Linked DNA regions of Mus musculus: region 1 is linked to region 2. The links are chromatin contacts, called in public promoter capture Hi-C maps. All regions are on one chromosome and are shown on one strand. The core of a region is the stretch at or near the end of the contact, and the rest is flanking DNA. Distances in the headings are between cores, read along the strand shown. Region 1 holds the start of Syngr3 (synaptogyrin 3). Region 2 holds the start of E4f1 (E4F transcription factor 1).

What was found. Promoter capture Hi-C pulls out the DNA fragments that hold promoters and counts their contacts.
Region 1: a promoter capture Hi-C map of hematopoietic stem and progenitor cells shows a contact between it and region 2, with 4 times the contacts expected there. The contact joins the promoter of Syngr3 here to the promoter of E4f1 in region 2. A contact is called at or near these places in 17 of 39 promoter capture datasets (the 3T3-L1 cell line, the HPC-7 cell line, HPC-7-derived erythroid cells and 12 more), 5 of 484 Hi-C or Micro-C datasets (B cells, bone marrow-derived macrophages and embryonic stem cells), 20 of 115 datasets of contacts at active chromatin or transcription factors (the 230-238 cell line, the HPC-7 cell line, bone marrow-derived macrophages and 10 more) and 3 of 9 other capture datasets (adipose tissue, liver and pancreatic islet).

The regions. Positions count from the first base shown.
Region 1 is chr17:24,688,223-24,691,248 of GRCm38.p6, reverse strand. It overlaps Syngr3 (synaptogyrin 3), which reads left to right and starts at 1,300. Exons shown (of 4, transcript NM_011522.3): 1 at 1,300-1,528. The coding sequence starts at 1,430.
Region 2 is chr17:24,453,825-24,456,701 of GRCm38.p6, reverse strand. E4f1 (E4F transcription factor 1) reads left to right here and starts at 1,310. Exons shown (of 14, transcript NM_001301784.1): 1 at 1,310-1,567. The coding sequence starts at 1,414.

The DNA.
Region 1 (3,026 bases), core at 51-2,550, 230 kb before region 2:
TTTGCTGCTAAGGGAGACAGAAGTATGAGCACGAACTGTTTGTTTTGGTGATAATTGGGAATTTAAAACCCCATGCATGCTACTAGCTAAGCAGGCATTCTACCACTGAGCTCAATACTCAGCCCAGGAATGGTGTTTTTCAAAGAATATGCTGCATTGTTTGGGTGTTGATGAAAATGACGGAGGAGAAGGACAAAATGGGTGATCACACAGATCTGTTAATAGCTAAAGGAGATGGGATGGGATGCTCACCTGCATCCAACTAGACTGAAACAAGACAGACCAGAGCCAGTGGTTCCTCCAGCTACACTTTCCTCTGAAGAATGAACAACAGATCACACAAAGTAAAGTGTGTAGTCTCTATATGTGGGAGCTTTCCTTATACCCAGCTCTGGTCCCAGGAAGACAGAGATAGGTAACTGGGGCCTTACCCATGATCAACTACACCCTAGCTTCTGTGACCATGAAGGTGAAGCCATTCAGTCTCTTACCAGCCTGGCACTGAAAGAGCATCAAGTGGCTCTGTTAGTCAGGCTGTGGGGCAGAGGAATCCCAGCAGAGGTCAGGATAATTAGGCAACAGCTGGGACAAGATCTTATCTCTGGTAATTCTCCCCTCCCAGAACTCAGGATTAATTAGCTACAGATCAACCCAGACCAGAGATGGAAAGGGCTTTTGGAAGAAATGACTTGGCCTGAGGAGAACAGGCATGCTCAACCTTAACTTCTGCTGGCCACAGTGGACTCTGCTTCCCAGACAGTACCCCTGACAGTGACAGAACTGCCACTCTCCCCACCTGACCCTGTTAGGAAGGTACAACCTATGAAGAAAAAGCCAGAATACAGGGGACATGTGAGCCACAGACAACACAAGTGTGCACAACACCTCTGAGCTGAGCTTTTCTTGATTCAAGGGCTAGTGAGAACGCCCCGCCAGAGATTTACCTCTGGTCTTCTGAGGTTGAGGGCTCGTTCTCTCTTCCTGAATGTAAAGGTCAAGATGCTGGGCCTCAGTTTCCTCTTACATACTCACCAAAAGGCTCTCCTGATCAGAGAAGCAGGATGCTGCACTTGTCCTCCTGTCGATGCTCTTGGCTATGACAAAATCTGAGCTTACCTTCTCTTGCCCACCTCTAAACCCCATAAGGGCTTCGTTCTGTGTCTCTTGAGAATGTCCCTATCTCCAACTCTGTCATACGGGGGAGAGCGAGTGGGAAGGATCCAGGGCAGGGCTCAGACCCCGGCGCATGGACCTAGTCGGGGGCGCTGGCTCAGCCCCGCCCCGCGCGCCCCCGTCGCAGCCGACGCGCGCTCCCGGGAGGCGGCGGCAGAGGCAGCATCCACAGCATCAGCAGCCTCAGCTTCATCCCCGGGCGGTCTCCGGCGGGGAAGGCCGGTGGGACAAACGGACAGAAGGCAAAGTGCCCGCAATGGAGGGAGCATCCTTTGGCGCGGGCCGTGCGGGAGCTGCCTTTGATCCCGTGAGCTTTGCGCGGCGGCCCCAGACCCTGTTGCGGGTCGTGTCCTGGGTGAGTGGTCCCTAAGCTGGCCCCTTCCCTGTCCCCCGCCTCTCTTAGCATCCCTTATCCTCCACCCTCACCCACCCCCTGCCCATCGCCCCTCACCCTCCTCTCCGCCGGTCCCTCCCCCCACCCCCCGCCCGCAGGTTGGGGTGACGTCACATGGCTAGGCGCGCCCACCTGCGGGCGGGGGAAGGGACGGCGGCTGTTACCAATAGACCTTGAGAGGTCACCACTGGTCTCCCCCTGCCCTCAATTCCTCTTAAGGTCTAATACAGTCCCCTTCCTAGGTCTTTTCATTTTTCCGGTTCCCACGACCTGGAAGTAGGCACAGAGTTGCGGATGTAATTCTCCCAGTATATCAGGGACTTAATTCCACATGGAAGAGGGGGTATAGGAGCCAAGGAGAATGCGCAGTTTCTTCCCTTTGCCTGATAACATCCGCCAGGCTCATTTGGAGGGAGCGGTTCTTCCTAGATCCCTCAGGTCTAGCTGTGAGTTAAAGGAGCATAAGGAGGCTCCCTGCTGCTGTAGCTAGAAGGGGCTCATCTGGGAGGGCTTCCTGGAAATGGCATGGAAGCTAGAGACGGGGAGTAATCTATCTCATTAGCGAATGTCTTCCCTGTCCTAGGCATTTAGGAGATGGGTGCTAAGTTCTGGATTTTGGATTTTGTCCATCTGGGAGTCCTCTAATCTCCATGCCTGTCTTGAAAGAGGGCGGTTCCCAGGGTGGAGCCCCACCCCCACCCCCCAAGACCTCGTGGACTGAAGGAAGAACAGTCTCTGGTCCTGACTTGTGGATTGCTTTCAAGAAACATGAGCATGCTGTGGCGTTTTTCATGACTACATTATCAAGGAGTTTAGTTGAGAATTGTGGAATGATAGGAGTTGAGATGTTTCTTAGAAATGTCCTAGACGTCTGCACTAAAATGACTGTGGTTTGCTTCTGTCCTGCCTTGGAGAACTAGTTGGTGGGCAGAGGGTCCTGAGGTTGGCTCAAACCTTAGAGCCTCAATGCTCTTGACTGATATTATGATAACTGACTACTCACGGGAATCTATTCTGAAATGCCCACTATTGCTGGTGGACATTCTTGGACCCAGCATTCCAAACTAGGCTCCTTGACACCATGTGGGACACTGAGGAGCACACACACACACAGGTCCTGTGTGCAGAGGTCAGGTTCGAAAAGGGAAAGGCTTGTATATTTCTCTAGACAGCTGTCCCGTGACTTCACTCTCCACAGTGCACTGGCCCACCACAACCCTGGAAATCACTGATGTAGGTGAAGGCTCCTGCTTCCACGCTTCCAGTAAACTCTGGGAGGCCATAAGGTTCTAAGACCGGAGGAGTGACTGCCCTGAGAAGTACAGTGTGAACCCTTTATACTCCCTTATAAAGGGGATAAGAGTGGCACCTCTGATATTTTTGATTTAGATCACCTGTAACTAAGCTACAGTCTGCAGCTGCCATGTGGGTGCTGAGAAGTGAACACAGGTCCTCTTAA
Region 2 (2,877 bases), core at 61-2,560:
CTCAAATCGACCAATGAACCAATCAGTTAACCAATTTTGGTGATAAGCGCTCAACTCAGTCGGTGTACTAAATGTCACAAATGGTCACTTTTATGTATACTTTTCAATACTTTTCATATACCGAATAAAAGTCTTGGGGCTGGCTCGCTGGCTCAGTGGGTAAGAGCACTGACTGTTCTGAAGGTCCTGAGTTCAAATCCCAGCAACCACATGGTGGCTCACAACCACCTGTAATGAGATCTGACGCCCTCTTTTGTTGTGTCTGAAGACAGCTACAGTGTACTTATAATAAATAATCTTTGGGCCAGAGTGAGTACAGACTGAATGAGCGAGGTTGACTAGAGCAAGCAGAGGTCCTAAATTCAATATCCAACAACCACATGAAGGCTCACAACCATCTGTACAGCTACAGTGTACTCCTATACATAAAATAAATCTTTACAAAAAAAGTCTTTGGAAAGGAGCACTCGAACTATCTCCAAATGGAGTTCTTTCTCATGCCCAGGAAATTCTGACATTGCAACCCAGGTCTGAGTCCAGGATTCTATATTGGGTAGCAACCCTAAAGAGTTCAGATTCTCTGGGCGGCTAAGAACACATTGGCTGTGTATCTAGGTTCATTTCCCAACACCTACATGTAACTTCATCTGTAATTCCAGTTCCAGGTCAGACACCCTCTTCTGGGCCCCACGGGCGCTAGGCATGCACGTGGTGCACAGACATGTATGCAGACAAACCATACTACATTAAAAAAACAAAACAAAAAAGTGAGAGAAGGGGTTGGAGAGATGGCTCAGCGGTTAAGAACACTGACTGCTCTTTTGAAGGTCCTGAGTTCAAATTCCAGCAACCACATGGTGGCTCACAACCACCTGTAAAGAGATCTGACGCCCTCTTCTGATGCGTCTGAAGATAGCTACAGTGTACTTAATGAATAAATCTTTAGGCCTGAGCGAGCAGGGACTGAGCAAGTGGAGTTGACCTGAGCAAGTGGGGCAACCAGAGCAACCGGAGCAAGCAGAGGTCCTAAAAATTCAATTCCCAACAACCATATGAAGGCTCACAACCAGCTGTACATGTACTCATATACATAAAGTAAATAAATCTTTTTTTAAAAAAGTGAGAGAAAGGGAGAGTTCTTACTCCACGGATAGTTCACTTTGGACCAAGTCCTGCCAATTTAACACAAGCCACGCCCACTTCCGCCCTGATGTCTGGCGCTGATGGCTCTCAAAGAGCCAAGCTCCACCTCTACTGACGCGCTAGACCGCAACCCATAGCCCCGCCTTTTTGCCTGTCCGTCAAATTCGTTTTTGTCCCGCCCCCTGCCTGTCGGACACGCAGCCCTCGGTGCGGCCCGTTGTTATGACGACATGGTCGTAAATCCGCCATCTTCCTGTGGCGCGTTGCGACATGGAGGGCGCGATGGCAGTGCGGGTGACGGCCGCTCATACGGCAGAAGCCCGGGCCGAAGCCGGGCGTGAAGCGGGCGAGGGCGGGGTTGCGGCGGCGGCGGCCTTGTCCTCCGGCGGCTTCCTTGGGCTCCCAGCGCCCTTCAGCGAGGAAGGTAACGAGCCTACCGAAGCCTGGTGCGGCCGGGGTGCGGGCGGCTCTGTCCGGGCTGCGGTGTACGGTCTCGCCCGGATCCTGGCTACTCGAGTGTCTGTAAACCTTCACAACTCTCACAGGTTTCCCTTCGGACTGCCTCTAACCCGTTGGGCCAGATGCAGAGGCTCACAGGGAGCCCATTTCTCCAGCCCCTTGGGGTCGATCTGGCCAAACAAACATCGCTCGCTCCTCTTCAGCGCCCATCAGCCCTAGCTTCTGCTTCTCCTCTGCCACTCGGGCCTTAGTTCGGGCGGAGCTGGAGACTGGAGGCGGGGCCGCTCTGTCAGACAGGGATTAGGGACCTGACCTGGGGAGGCGGCACCGCCCCACTGAGGACCTGGGCCTTCCCTACGGGGTGGAGCAACGCTTCCAAGAATGTGCGGAACACCCCCCGCTCAATCCGACTTGTACCATTACTTAAACCAAGCTCGAAAGGCGAACTATCATTACTACTATTCACTTCAGAGATGGAGATAATTGAGGTTCAAGGTCGTCCATCTGGTTCCTGTCAAGGATCAGATTGGAGCCGGGGCTGTAACTCCTCTCTTAAACCCTTTAATTTTTCCTAGGAGTATGGCAAAGAGTTAAAATCGTGTCTGTATGCCGAGGGCTGTGTTGGCACCAAGGATTACGTCTCTAGGTGCTGATATTTTTTAGAGGTGGTTTGGGTATCTCCTGTGCATTAGTTCCACGGAGCTGTAGATTTGATCAGACAGGAAGTGGTTTGACAAGTATTACTGGTATATTGCTGCTCTTTGTCATGAAAGAACTCAGTCCCACTGTAATTTTTTTTTCCCTTATTTCAGCTTGGAGAGAGTCAGTTACCGTCTCAGGGAACTCTTTGGAGTTTCTAGGTTTTTTGTTTGTTTGTTTGTTTGTTTGTTTGTTTGAGACAGTGTTTGTATAGTTCTGGCTGTCCTGGAACTCACTCTGTAGACCAGGTTGGCCTCGAACTCAAAAATCTGCTTGCCTCTGCTTCCCAAGTGCTGGGATTAAAGGCATGAGCCACCACTATCCAGCTGAGTTCCTGGTTTTTGTTTTTGTTTTTTAAAGACAGGGTCTCACTATGTAGATTTGGCTGGCCTTGAACTCACAGAGATGGTCCTGACTCAGTCTCCCCATTGCTGGGATAAAGGCATATGCTTGTAGGTTCTTGGGTCTACTTATGACATTGGTTCTCAGACTTCCTAATACTTCCATCCTTTAATACAGTTCCTTATATTCTGGAACTCCCAACCGGAAAGTTGTTTTGTTGCTACTTCATAACCG